Regions from separate parts of the Mus musculus genome. Here region 2 is linked to region 1. The links are chromatin contacts, called in public HiCAR-type maps. All regions are on one chromosome and are shown on one strand. The core of a region is the stretch at or near the end of the contact, and the rest is flanking DNA. Distances in the headings are between cores, read along the strand shown. Region 1 overlaps Klhl29 (kelch-like 29). Region 2 overlaps Klhl29 (kelch-like 29).

What was found. HiCAR-type assays count read pairs that join an accessible place to other places.
Region 2: a HiCAR-type map of fibro-adipogenic progenitors shows a contact between it and region 1, with 2.2 times the contacts expected there. The contact joins two enhancer-like sites. A contact is called at or near these places in 2 of 484 Hi-C or Micro-C datasets (the HL-1 cell line and nephron progenitors) and 2 of 115 datasets of contacts at active chromatin or transcription factors (embryonic stem cells and fibro-adipogenic progenitors).

Annotation. Positions count from the first base shown.
Region 1 is chr12:5,217,996-5,224,324 of GRCm38.p6, forward strand. All of the region lies in intron 2 of Klhl29 (kelch-like 29), which reads right to left. Among named protein-coding and RNA genes, the nearest start is that of Gm51980, 61 kb to the right of the region's middle. Within about 2 kb of position 2,141, at least 19 of the 459 cell types and tissues checked have an H3K27ac peak or open chromatin away from gene starts, as enhancers often do. A contact at or near this core is called in fibro-adipogenic progenitors, where this site is marked.
Region 2 is chr12:5,346,768-5,353,249 of GRCm38.p6, forward strand. All of the region lies in intron 1 of Klhl29 (kelch-like 29), which reads right to left. Among named protein-coding and RNA genes, the nearest start is that of Klhl29, 26 kb to the right of the region's middle. Within about 2 kb of position 4,019, at least 27 of the 459 cell types and tissues checked have an H3K27ac peak or open chromatin away from gene starts, as enhancers often do. A contact at or near this core is called in fibro-adipogenic progenitors, where this site is marked.

The DNA of each region.
Region 1 (6,329 bases), core at 891-3,390:
TCCTGACCCCAGTCCATCTGAGAACTGAGAGCTTTCTTAGTAGCAGGTGGTAGATGAGACAGGCTCCAACAAGTAGGAGGGGAGCCCTGTGTTAAATGCCCATCGGGTTACTGTGACATTAGCCTGGTCTTAGGAACCACATCTGTGACCCCCCCCCTTTAAAGGGCATTATTCTTTTACATTACTATGAGATATGGCTGACATAGAAGGAGATACAGATACTCAATGTATACAACTTGATGTGATTGGATGTGTACCCCAGAAATCTCCAGGATGTCAGTTACCCTGGCCGCAAAAGTGGCCATCATCTTCAGAAGCCCATTCTGACTGTTCCCACTTTCTTCCTTTTGTGCTAAGTACACATAAACCTGGTTAAAGGCTACATAGATCTCAGGTATGCAGAAGGAAAGACCTGGTGATCCAATGGGTCCTAGCACTTGTGACAAAGCACAGTGCATTTGCATTGTCCTCTGCATGCACCCGGGGGACTTATAAAAACTGCCCCACCCAACACAAGCTACTTTCAAAGCCACCACATTTTCTTCACAGCCTCCCAATGGTGGAGGTACAGTAGCATTCACCTTAGAATTTTGTAAGTTTGGAAGAGGGGGAAGCTGATGGCTGGAGACAAGGCCTCAGTCCTCTTTCAGAGAACCTGTTAGTGGGCCAGCAGCTGCCCATCACTGGGATGCCTGTTAGAACACAGCATCAGCTGGATGGTGGTGGTTGTCTAGAAGAAAGCAAATTGCAAGAGCATTTTTGGCAGCCAAATAGAGCACACGCATCAGTCTTTTTTCTCTGCAACTGGCTGCTGGGTCTGGTTCCAGGCACCGAGTAGGATCCATTCATCAGCCTGGGTCACTGATGGACATCATTTCCTGTGGAGCACTAGCATGTTGAATCCTAAATCCAGCACTCAGGAGGCAGAAGCTCCTGTGAGTTTGAGGCCAGCCTGGTCTACAGGTTGAGTTTCAGGACAGCCAGGGCTATACAGAGAAATCTTGTCTCAAAAACCAAACAAAACAGAAAGAGTAAAGAAACAGCATCTCAGAGCTCACCAGCAGTGCTTCTCAGGATTGTATGTTTTAACAGGTTGGAGGTAGAACACAGCAGCCTATGAATCTTTCGGGTTAGCTGGCCAGGATTCAGCCCTAGGCCTAGGCTTTCAGTACTCTCAATGGCCTTGTGGTGTCGGGGAGAGCAGAGCTACTTTTGAGAAAATCCAAATTCCATAATTACAGGGCTTAATATATGACCTAAAATGACAAATGTCCAAAATGCTTTTCAGATAATAGGTTTGAGGGGAAAATGCCACAAATTCCTTTTCCTGGGCCCAATTTCTTCCTTTCTTTCTTTCTTTCTTTCTTTCTTTCTTTCTTTCTTTCTTTCTTTCTTTCTTTCTTTCTTTCTTTCCTTCCTTCCTTCCTTCCTTCCTTCCTTCCTTCCTTCCTTCCTTCCTTCCTTCCTTCCTTCCTTCCTTCCTTCTTTTTTTTCCCTGCAAACCAACCAACCAAACAAAAAGCAACCTCCTTTTGGGAGAGGCTGTACCCAGTGCCGGCTTCAGATGAGCGGTACTGAAAGAACGTTCTTTCTCCGTCCCTCCCTTCCTGTGTGTGCCTTTGGTTTGAGAGATTCTGGCTGTGGGTTTTGATGTAGTAGTGATTTTTCCCCCCCAAAAAGCATACATGATTCAGAGACTTTTCTCACGGGACTAATTGACTAGGCATTTGTGCTATCGCTTCTGGTGTAAATCATTATAATGGTGATAATGAAAAATAAAAAAGATATTGGAAATGACAGTTAGCAACATAATATCAGCATAAACTGAGGGAAGAGAGGAGGCGCGGATAAATTAGATGCTTGTAGACACCGGATCGATGAGGGAGCTATGGCGGGTCTGGGAGGATTAACTAGTTTCTCATTAGGAATAGCCATCTTGGCTCCCCTTCTTATTCATGTTCTTGGCTCTGCAGAGGATGGAAGCCCTGAAATTGGAGCCCTGTTTTCCCCACAGTCTTGCAAAGCCCCGATAGAGGTCTTTGGAGCAGAATTCTGCAGTTAGTTCTCTTCTCTGGGTAGACCCTCCCACTTGCTCCTGGCTGCCTCTCAGGCAGGCCTGATTATTCGGGATCTTGGAGAATTGACTAATTCAACATGCTAGCGCTCCACAGGAAATGATGTCCATCAGTGACCCAGGCTGATGAATGGATCCTACTCGGTGCCTGGAACCAGACCCAGCAGCCAGTTGCAGAGAAAAAAGACTGATGCGTGTGCTCTATTTGGCTGCCAAAAATGCTCTTGCAATTTGCTTTCTTCTAGACAAGAGTCTATTCAAAAGTCTATTTGGAAACATTAGGGAGCAGCCGTCACATGGCCGGCAGATCATACTGCCTATGACAGGATATTATCTTCCTTGGGAAAGACTCGACTGCTCTTTTATTTCACCAAGTAACTAGCGTCTGGGCTGATGGCTACAGAATTGCTCGAGGGCTGGGGACATTAAAATCCCTGTCCAGAGAGAATGTGGAACCGACAGCTCCTTCGGCACGCAGGATTTGTGGAACCTTTACCCGAGTTAAGTGCATGTGCCTGGTTTTCTAGGCTCCTCTCTCTCCTCTCTCCTCTCCACCTGGGGTGGAGATATCTTGCTCACACAAATCCTTCCTGGCGAATGTGGTTTTCTCTTCCGTGAGTTGGGACCTCATACCCTTTCCCTCCCATTCAAATCCCCATGCATGCTCCAGGTGAGACTATATACTGCCCTTTCCTGGCCAAATCCCTGGGAGACACTGCTCTCTTTCTTTCCCATCACATTTGGCTCACCGAAAGATACTGAGGGGCAGGTAAGAGCAGGATCTGACTGGTTCCTGTCTGCAGACGGATACTGCTACTTAGAAACACCGCGAAGATGGAAGACAGAAAACCTTTATGGCTATGGGGAGGTAGCAGCTGGCCTAAGCCAGTCCTAGGCAACTGAGCTGGGGTCCTTACACTCTGGAGAGGAGACTGTCTTCCTTAGGGCTGCATGTGAGTGAACACAGATAGTGTGGCTGGGAACAGAAGCCCTGGCTTTGCCTGTCACTCGTGGACCCTGATAAGATCTCTCTCCTGAACAGAGAGTGACTCCCATTTGCTCAGTGACCAGCACGTTGGCTTTCAGAACCCAAGACCCAGGCTTCCTCAGTGTCTACAGTGAGTTTCAAGGGAAAAGAGCTTGGGGCCACATAGGAGTGATTTGTGCCCTTTGTCCTGGCCACTGTGTGTTCTCCACCCTGAAGCTGATCTCCACACCAGCAGCAAGCTTTTCTCAGACCACACAGTCTTCTTTGTCTTTGCCTAGAAGCCATCACCCAGGTATACTTGCCTACGATTTTTCCTTGTCTCCACTCTATGCCCATGTTTTTAATTAAATTTAAAAAAATGCAGCGGCCAAGAGCAGAGGGCAGCCTGTTGCGAGGTTGAGCTCTATCACCACCGAAGCATGCAAACGAGGCAGCCTCCGTTGACAAGTTCACATCTCTAGTGCGGAGCTGGCTGTTTGAACAGCTTGTGTGCAGTAATTGAAACATAGATTTTTGTTGCCTTTCTGTTTATTTTTAGATTAACCAAGCAGGGATACTTGGCTTCTCGGCTGCCATTTGGACCCCACTGGGCAGCCCAGGGCTGCTGGCCTCATGTAGACCAGCATCATGTGTCCTCAGGGTCTTCCTTCTGGATTTCCCTGTGTCTGTGGATTTCCCTGTGTCTGACTTGGGGCAGAAGTGGCCTTCACTGTGATCATCTTTCTGACCCAGGGCTCCAGACAAGGAGCTGAGAAATGAGGGCTGTCCCCCACTTTCCAGGTTTCTGAAGCCTCCACTGCCTCGCTAGACTTTTATAGCATCTCTGGGAGACAGGGGAAGCAGAGACTAGGTAGACATCTACTCTTGTCAACCTGGTGCTGACACACAAAGAGACCAGGAACATCCATTCATGCCTGGGACAAGGGGACTTGAATAAACAAGACCCAAAGCTCAGAAAGAAGACTCAGACAGGGTCTTCTTTGGCCATTTTTAAGGGTTTCTTTTAATTTTTAAATTTATCACTATTTCCTTTCTTTCTTCCTTTCTTCCTTTCTTCCTTCCTTCCTTCCTTCCTTCCTTCCTTCCTTCCTCCCTCCCTCCCTCCCTCCCTCTCTCTCCCACCCCCTTTCCCTCTATCCCTTCCTCTCCCTCCCTCCCTCCCTTTCTTTAAGTGATAAACCCTCGGCTAGCCTTAGCCTCAGCATCATCTTGCTTTATTTTCTGGCGTGTGCTCCACTAAAGCCACTATGGTTCCATCAACCTTGATAAGACAATTGGTTCTCTGGGACCTTTGTCTTTAGCCCAGCAGAGCTGCCACACCATTGAAAGCAGAGTGTCTCATCTCATGACCCTTAGGGCCCTGCCCTGACATACTGCATAAGTTCCCCTGAGCTGCCCTGGCCTATGGAAGGGGTGTGAATAAGAAGGACCTCAGACTGTGTTCTTCCCTCAAAGTATCACAACCTACAACCTCTGCACTGCTCAGGCCTAACTCTGGTGACCCTCTTCCCAGAAGCCTGTCTTGATTACCCAGCCTGTGAGGACAGTGGTGCCAGGCTGCCCTAGCTCGGCCCACTCTCAGTGCAGACCCTATGACACAATGGTTACGTAACCAGTCCTTTACACGGCTCGACTCAGTGGATGCCAGCAGCTGTAGGTTTTTTTTTCTTTCTTCCTTCTCCCATTATTTGCATCTCAACTTACCCTGTCTGACCCAAACTACTCTAGGGGTAACTATTGGGACCCCCAGTCATATCTGGTGCTGGTGTTAATAATAGCTGTCTCAGAAAGCCCACATTCACTGAAATGAAAGTAGCCGCTGCTGGCATTGAACTGTGGGCTCAACATTGCATCAGCTCCTTTCTCAGAGGGCCAAACCTAAAAGCGGGGTGCTTCTGTTAAGTTGCGGCATGGACAGACTTATATACTTGAAGGATCAGTGCTATGGTGAGGAGTACTAGGCAGGGGGAGGGGGAGGGTACGCTCTTATATTTCCTCCCAAAGCTGTGCTCAACTTCCTTATTTTTTGTAGTTTAACTATTTTCTTCTTCACTTTTTCTTTTTTCCCTCTTCCTACATCTTTCTTTTTTTTTTTTCTCTGTAGCCCAGGCTACCTACACTTAGCCCAGGTTTTCCTGGAGTATGTGATCTTTTTGTCTTGGCATCAGGAATATTGGGGTTATAGGCATACCTGCTATGAATGATCTACTGCAGGGGGAGCTCTGAGAGGCCCCAAAGGTGCCAATCCCTGTTTTTAGTGGGTGTGCTCTTCCAGATTTCTTGTTCATCCTATGCCTCAGTTGAGATTTCTGCATAAAGGATGGCTTTAGTTAACACCCCACTGCGGTCAAGTCCACCTTCACTTTCCACTTATCCTCTCCTCTAGGAGGCCTCATGATTCTATGATGCTCTGTGTCCCCATCCTGTGTCCCCTAACCTCACTCCATAGGGTCCTATGTGCCTTATCACATGCCACATTCTGAAGCCACATAACATTGCCAACTCTTGCCAGTTTCCTGAGGGGAAGTACTGGGTACAGTCTTACTCATATCTCTGCCCAGAGCTACTTCTGTGCAGATCTAGGGTCTCCTGAGTTCAAGAGAATCAGGCCCCAAGGAGAACTGGGGTTGTAGGTTTAGGACCCCTGAGTATGTTCTGGGGAACTACAAACAAGCCAATAGGCTCAGCTGCCTGCAGTAGACTCTGGAATGAGGAGGTGACCATCTGTTCTTGGCTTGGCCTGGCTCCATCTGCATACACAGCAGTCCATTTACAGCCAGTAGCCATAGTGTATGGAGCAGGGCTAGTCCAGGTGTCTAGTGAGTTCAACAAAGGTGCTTCAGACGTTGGGCTTTGGATAGGAGGGTGTCCACTAGCCAGGAACCATCAGGATGACCTAGGAGTTGGTAGTGCCCCTTTCCCAAAGAAGATGCTGGGCCTGATGCCCTGCCCAGACACATAGGAAGTGGCTCTATTTACTGGGGCAGCGTATTCTGGTCTACTCACTCAGATATACGATGGTCCTCAGGGTATACTGCCATAGGAAGGGGAAATCTCAGGATGATATCAGCAGGGAGCACCCCCCTCTTTTTGTTGCTGTCCTTCCCCACATTCCTGACCTTTGCTGGTGTCCATCTCCTGACCTGGTGCTTCTCTCTGCTGTGTGCTTCATACCAGAGCAAGATGGCAAAGGTAGACCAGGCAGGGAGCGTCTACAGGACAGTGCTTGCACACATACCAGTCAAGAGCTGTCTTTGTTACAGCATG
Region 2 (6,482 bases), core at 2,769-5,268, 130 kb after region 1:
CTGTCATCAACTCACCCACTGGGAGACCCTCTGTCTCTATGGGTTAAAGTTTCTGAGCCTGAGATGATCTATAATTGTATATGAGAATACAACAGCTTCCTTCTAGCCTACAGGTAAAAGCAGAGAAGAGATAAGCGAGCTTCCTTGGGGACTCTGGATGTCCCTAGGGAGCAATAATTGCAGTGCTATACTTCTAGCAGGCATAAGAGCTGGTTCTTGGATGTCCTGCATGATTTGGGGTCAGCCTCCAGAGAGCTGGCCTGATCAGTTTCAGCCCTTACTCCCCAGCAATCTCTTCTTGGTTGCTGGTTATCCACACTTTATTCATGCTTTCCTATTCACTGTTCACTACCATCCTGATCACTGAGTATTATCTGCAGATGGGAAATGGGAGTGAAGGATGCTGAGTTACTCAGAGAAGCCTGTTCTCATAAGTGGGTGTGTTGTCCTGGGATATAGACTAAGGTAGTTTAGCACCTAAATCCTCAGTCTTTGGGGTCTCATGGGCCACCAGACTCTTAAACCATCTAGGGGCGCATTAATAGGTCATCTGCATTAAGTTTTGCAAGGTAACAATCCTGGACTAATTAGACAGCTAGCCATCTTAATAAGAGAAAGAACACGTGCACACTCAGACTTGTAAGCAGTAAGTCGGCTTGCTTCCCCTCTTCCACCAACTTGACACATACAGGCATACATCCAATGTCAATGATGCAAAGGAGTGTGAACTGTGTGTCATGATAGCGGTAGTAGCACCCACTATCTGGGACTAGTGTGCTGCTGGAACATGCTGGTAGATTGGGGGAGGGCCAGATCTGGGTGGAATGGGTGTCAGTCATTCTTGGCCACGCGGCCAGTGAGCCTGGTGCTTTGCCTCCCTCAAGACTCTGGACTGCCTAATGTCCTTTTAATTCTCCTTTCTGCTTCAGTTAGCTAGAATCCATTTCTGTTGCTTGCAACAAAGAGTCCTGACTGATGGGCCACAGTCAGAACAAAGGCCAGCACTTCAAGTGGAGTGCACTTAGTTTTATGGAAACTGCTGTGTCTGCATGTTTCTCCTTTGGCTGCAGACCCATCTGAGACGGGCCAGGTTCTGTAGTTTGGGGCAGTCCTAGTCTGCCTCCCCAAAAGGATCTGGCTTATAAGTCAGACCAAGGGCAAAGCATTTACCATACCGGGTAAAGCACTACAGTGTCTGCATGCCTATGGTAGAGGCTTCAGCTGGCCACTGCAGCCCTAGGTATTCCCCTGCAAGCCCTGCCTCCTGCCCTATCCTTTATCTGAGGGGGTTTCCATTCTTTGTAGGGCAGTCAGCACAAACACATTTTTCATCAGTACTCACAGTCCTCACCATATCCACTGCCTCTGCCCCTGATGTTCTCTCTAGCTCCTGAGGTATCCCAGTCTTCCCCTCTGTACAAATTCCTTGCTTTAAATTGTTTTCATTCCAATAAAATACCAGCCACCTCATCTATGCAGTCTTCCCAAGCTCTCCATGAAAGAGACTGGAGGCTCTGCCCATCCATTTGAGATCCACTTTGCCTTCTGTCTTGGTGGGATGGAGAACAACCCATCTCTGTCTTCTGCAGGAGGATCCTTCAAAGACAATTAGGTCCCTCCTCAGCCTGTTTCTTTCAAAATGAAATTATCCCTAATCGTTTATCCTGTCCTCAAGAGTTCTATTTTCCGGTCCTTTTATGGAGTGGACTCCATCCGAGAACAACAAAGCTAGGAGTGCTGAGGAGTCCAGGCATGAGGTTTACAGTCATCTTCAAGAAGAGCAGTCTCTTCTCACGCCGTTTGTCGAGTGAAATGATCTTACTTTTGAGCAAAATCAGCCTCAGTTTACCATCTCTTAGCCTGATGCCACCACACCGTGTCGTAGCAGAGCACCTTGTCCCACTGAACCCACGAGGGAGAAGATCAGCTCCAGGGGGGGGGGGATGGAGCCAGGAACAAAATAAGGGCCTCCAATACCAAGTCAACACTGCATTTTGTAGAAAGAAATGCAAGACATAAACAGGGAATTGAGGAGGAGGAGGAGGAGGAGGAGGAGGAGGAGGAGGAAGAGGAGGAGGTGGAGGAGGAAGAGGAAGAGGAGGAGGAAGAGGAGGAGGAGGAAGAGGAGGAGGAGGAGGAGGAGGAGGAGGAGGAGGAGGAGGAGGAACACATGACATTTTGGGATAAAACTACCTTGCCAGGAAGCCGGGGTTTTCACCCCTGTGTCACGAGTTGCTCTGGGGTCTTAAATAAAAGTTGGGATCCACGTCATTCTTCCTCTGTCTCCCCCTGGGTCTAGATCTAGAGAAGGACAGAAAGAGGGATCTTCCTTCACGTGTGAGTGGATTCTTTCAAGTGTCTTGCCAAGGCACACGGGTAAATGTCAGAAGATAACCTCAGGTGTTGGTCCTCGCCTTGTACCTTGGTGTGAGGCAGAGTCTTTTTGCTGTTTACAGCTACATACACCAGGCTAGCTGGCCAGGGAGCACGCAGAGATTCTTCAGTGGCCTTCTCCCAAGTTGCTGTAGACGTACTGTGATCACAGACATGTGATATTCAGTCCAGATCATGTGGGTTCTGGAGACTTAAACTTGACATTTGTGCTTGTGTGGTAAGTGCTTTATGCACTGCTCAATTCTCCAGCCATAGTTCTTAATTAACGTCATCTCAGCTCAGAATAGCAGAGAGGATAATAGCCCAGCAACCATGGTGATGGGTCTGGAATAACAAGCTCTTTGCCCTAGAGAACTATGGTCACACAGCATCGGGGCATTGTTAGAGTAGAACCAGCAGGCCTGGTACCCATCCCTTTACTGCTTCTCCATCCATGGACCCATCCCATGGTTAGATTCTTCAGAGAGATGAGCTTTATGTGGCTAACCCAATGCCAGCATGACTCTATAGATGACACGACATCAAGTCACTGTAACCCTTGTATTAGCAAGAATCTTACACCTAACGTACCATCCACAGATCACTTGTCCTGACCCCTTCCTACTCCTACCAGTTTCTTCCACGCATCCTGCACCTCACCTTTCCCCCAAATGTATAGAGAACTACAGGCGTCTTCCTGATGGCAAACAAGAAAATTGCCCAAAGAAGCAAGTAATCTTCAAATGTCAAAAACATCCAGTGTGTGAATTCACTTTTAAGTAAGAGCATGGGAACTTGGCAAGGTGACAAGCAGTGGTTTTCAACATTTAAAGGTGACTTAGAAACAGACAATCAGTCAGAAGGAGAGAGAAAAGGGTACCTGGGCCAGCCCAAACCTGCCATCTCCCATGACAGGCCCAACACAGGCCATTTTCCCATTTGTGAATGGATACCTGGGTTGCAAGCTACCTGAAGAGAGACAAGTGATCCTCAGGACCTTGTGTGGGCCAGCCTGGCAGGCCTGGCAGGGAACTCGGTACAGCACTGATAATTGACCCCCTGCCTTGGCTTGATGCTAGCACCTTCTTCCTTCTTTCCTTCTGATGAATGCAGGATGATTCACATTTTAAAGGAACTGGGAAATGCTTTTTGTCCAGGCAAGCCCAGGTGTTTGGGAAACTTTCCAAGATGCATCTTGTCTACAGTGTTGTTCAGTATCCCTGATTCTTATAGCTCTACTCTATATCTAAGAATTCTGGTTCTTTCTTTCAAGAAAGAAATCCTCTTGCCTCTTTCCAGCTTTGGAGAATGACCCATAAAGCAACACTGACCCATGTCAGCATCAGTTAGCAGCCTCCTACTGCTGTCCTTCTCTGTGGTCCAGGATGCATCAGCTCTCTAGGGACATGGATTCAGAACAACGGCGTGGACTTGTTTGCATTAACTCTAAAATTCCCCCATCACTGACAGTCTCTGACCAGAACCAGGCACGACATGGCCACTCAACAGCCCTTGCCAGGCCCTGTGGCATTCAGAGTGCTGGAGGATGGCCAGCTCTAATTGTCTTAGGTCAGAGCCCCGTGATGTTTCCTAAGGACTCTAAAGGAACTGAAGGTCACGACAATGTCAACGTGAATCAGAAAATATCCATGACTAAAATTTTGGCCCCTCCCAAGTTTTTTGGTTACTAGACTGGGCCTGTGCACTAGCCTAAGTGACTCAGCCTAGAATCTATCTGCACTTTGCCAAAAGAGCCCTGGGAGACCCTCAGAGTCAATCACTCAACATTGCTGCCACTTGGGAGCTGCCACTTTCACATCTGGGGACAGTGACATCAGATGTTATCAGTATCTATTAAAATCCTAGCCCAAGCCTTCATGCCCCAGTGCAGGGAGAACAAGGATATTTTTGTCTTGTTTCATCTCTTGACAGCAGGAAGGGATGAGGCAGAGCAAACTCTTCTGGCATATGTAACAGAGGGAAATCGGGCAGCGCCACAGCGCTCTTCTTGAGGCCTTGCTTTAACTGCGCCGGTCACCTTGGCTGCTTAGACACCATACCTTACACCCCTCTATCTTCTCCATGGATGGTTACCTGGACCACTGCTTCTCTTCTTGACATGATACAGCCCAGCCACAGACACTGTTTCATGTTTCCTGAGTACCCTGCTTCTTCTGCCCTCACATGACCCCACCCTAAGCCCTGGGTCCTTCTCAGTCACACACATCCTTAGCTACCATCTCCTGCCTTCTCAGTCACACACATCCTTAGCTATCATCTCCTGCCTTCTCAGTCACACGCATCCTTAGCTATCTCCGGTTCAGCTGAGTGGTTACTTCCTCACCTGGCCCCACAAGGATTTTGGATATCCTTTCTTTTCAGTATTTGTCACATTAATATTCTAATCCAGTCAGATTTGTTTAATGAGTATTTATTGAATGTCCAATATATAAGTGATCACAAATTTAAGAAAAGTTAATTGTCTTCTTGGCCTAGGTAACATGATACATTTTGAATATATTTAAATATAGTCAATACATTTTAAAGTTCTTGGTTCTGGACTGGGTCCTGGGAGAGGGTGAACTTAGGACAGAGGAGAGGAAGAGAAAGAGAGGTTGCCTGGCTTCCCAGGAGTATCCTTCAAGAGAGGACTTGGGAGTCTGGAAAGTGACGGAGAGTTGTAGCCAGGATTCCTTAGCTACGGTGCCTCCTGTGTTATCGTAAGCTTTGTTGTAGCAACACCTGGTAATGGTACACAGGAAATTTCCTCTTCCACACCCAGGAAGGCATCACCTCTGAAAATTAGAGAGTGGCCAGTCACTGGTGGACCGGGGGCCATTAGCATGTCTGCCCCACCCCAAAACTGTATGCGTGATCTATCCAAATGTATGTCACTGACCCTGTTCCCTCTAAGTGAGTCAGACTTAGAGATCTGACTGCTCGTGATGAATCTTAGGGCTCTCTTAGCGCTCTCCTTAGGAAACACTTATTTCTCTCCTTGCACCATGTGGGACCCAGAGATTGAACTCAGGTCGCCAGGTCTATTAGAGACAGATGCCTTTACCACTGAGCCATCTTACCTGCCAAAAGCGACACACTCTTAAAAGCCAACAAAACCAGTCCGCATCCCTACAATTAAGGCAGATCCTGCTGGGCATTGGTGACATACGCCTTTAATCCCAGCACTTGGGAGGCAGAGGCAGGCGGATTTCTGAGTTCAAGGCCGGCCTGGTCTACAGAGTAAGTTCCAAGACAACCAAGGTTACACAGAGAAACCCTGTCTCAGAAAAAAAAAAAAAAAAAGACAGATCCTGTTTTAGGTGGCCAGCAAGACTCCACAATGGCGTCTCTCTGCTCCACAGTCCCTGTCATCTTAATTCCTTGCTTTCTCAGCCTAGCATCAGTGGCTGTCTCTCCTTTGCTTAAAAGTCTCACAGTCTCTCCCATACGTGGGCCCCTTGTTTAGTCCACTATCCCTATCCTACCTCTAGCACGGAGCTCTCAACGGGTGGGGCACAACTCCTTTGGAACCAAATGATCTTTTCAATGGGTTACATATCATATATTCTGTATATCAGATATTTAATTATGATTCCTAACATTAGCAGATTTATAGTAATGAAGTAGCAACAAAATAATTCATGGTTGGGGGGATGTCACCCACCACAATGTGAGGAATCATAGTAAAGAGTCACAGCGTTAGGAAGGTGGAGAAGCAACTGCTCCAGCACATCCGCCCTTTCAAACTGAGCCGTAACAGCTAAGTCAAGGTTAGCAGCTCTTTAAGTCTCAGCGCAGTCGCCACCCACTCTCCGAGTCTGAGACAAGGCAAGGCTCCCTGGAACAGCACAGCGCACCTTCCTTCCTTCCTGGTGCCAATGCTGACAGCACTACCTGATAAACATGTTTCCCAGCAGACTCTAAGGCCCTAGGGGAGTGCTTCTCCACCTTCCTAATGCTGCGACCCTTTACTATAGTTCCTCATGTTGTGGTGGGTGACATCCCCCCCCCCCAGCCATAAAATTATTTTTGTTGCTACTTCACTACTGTAATTTTGCTATTGTTCTGAATTGTAACGTAAATATCTGTGTTTTCCAATGGTCTTAGGC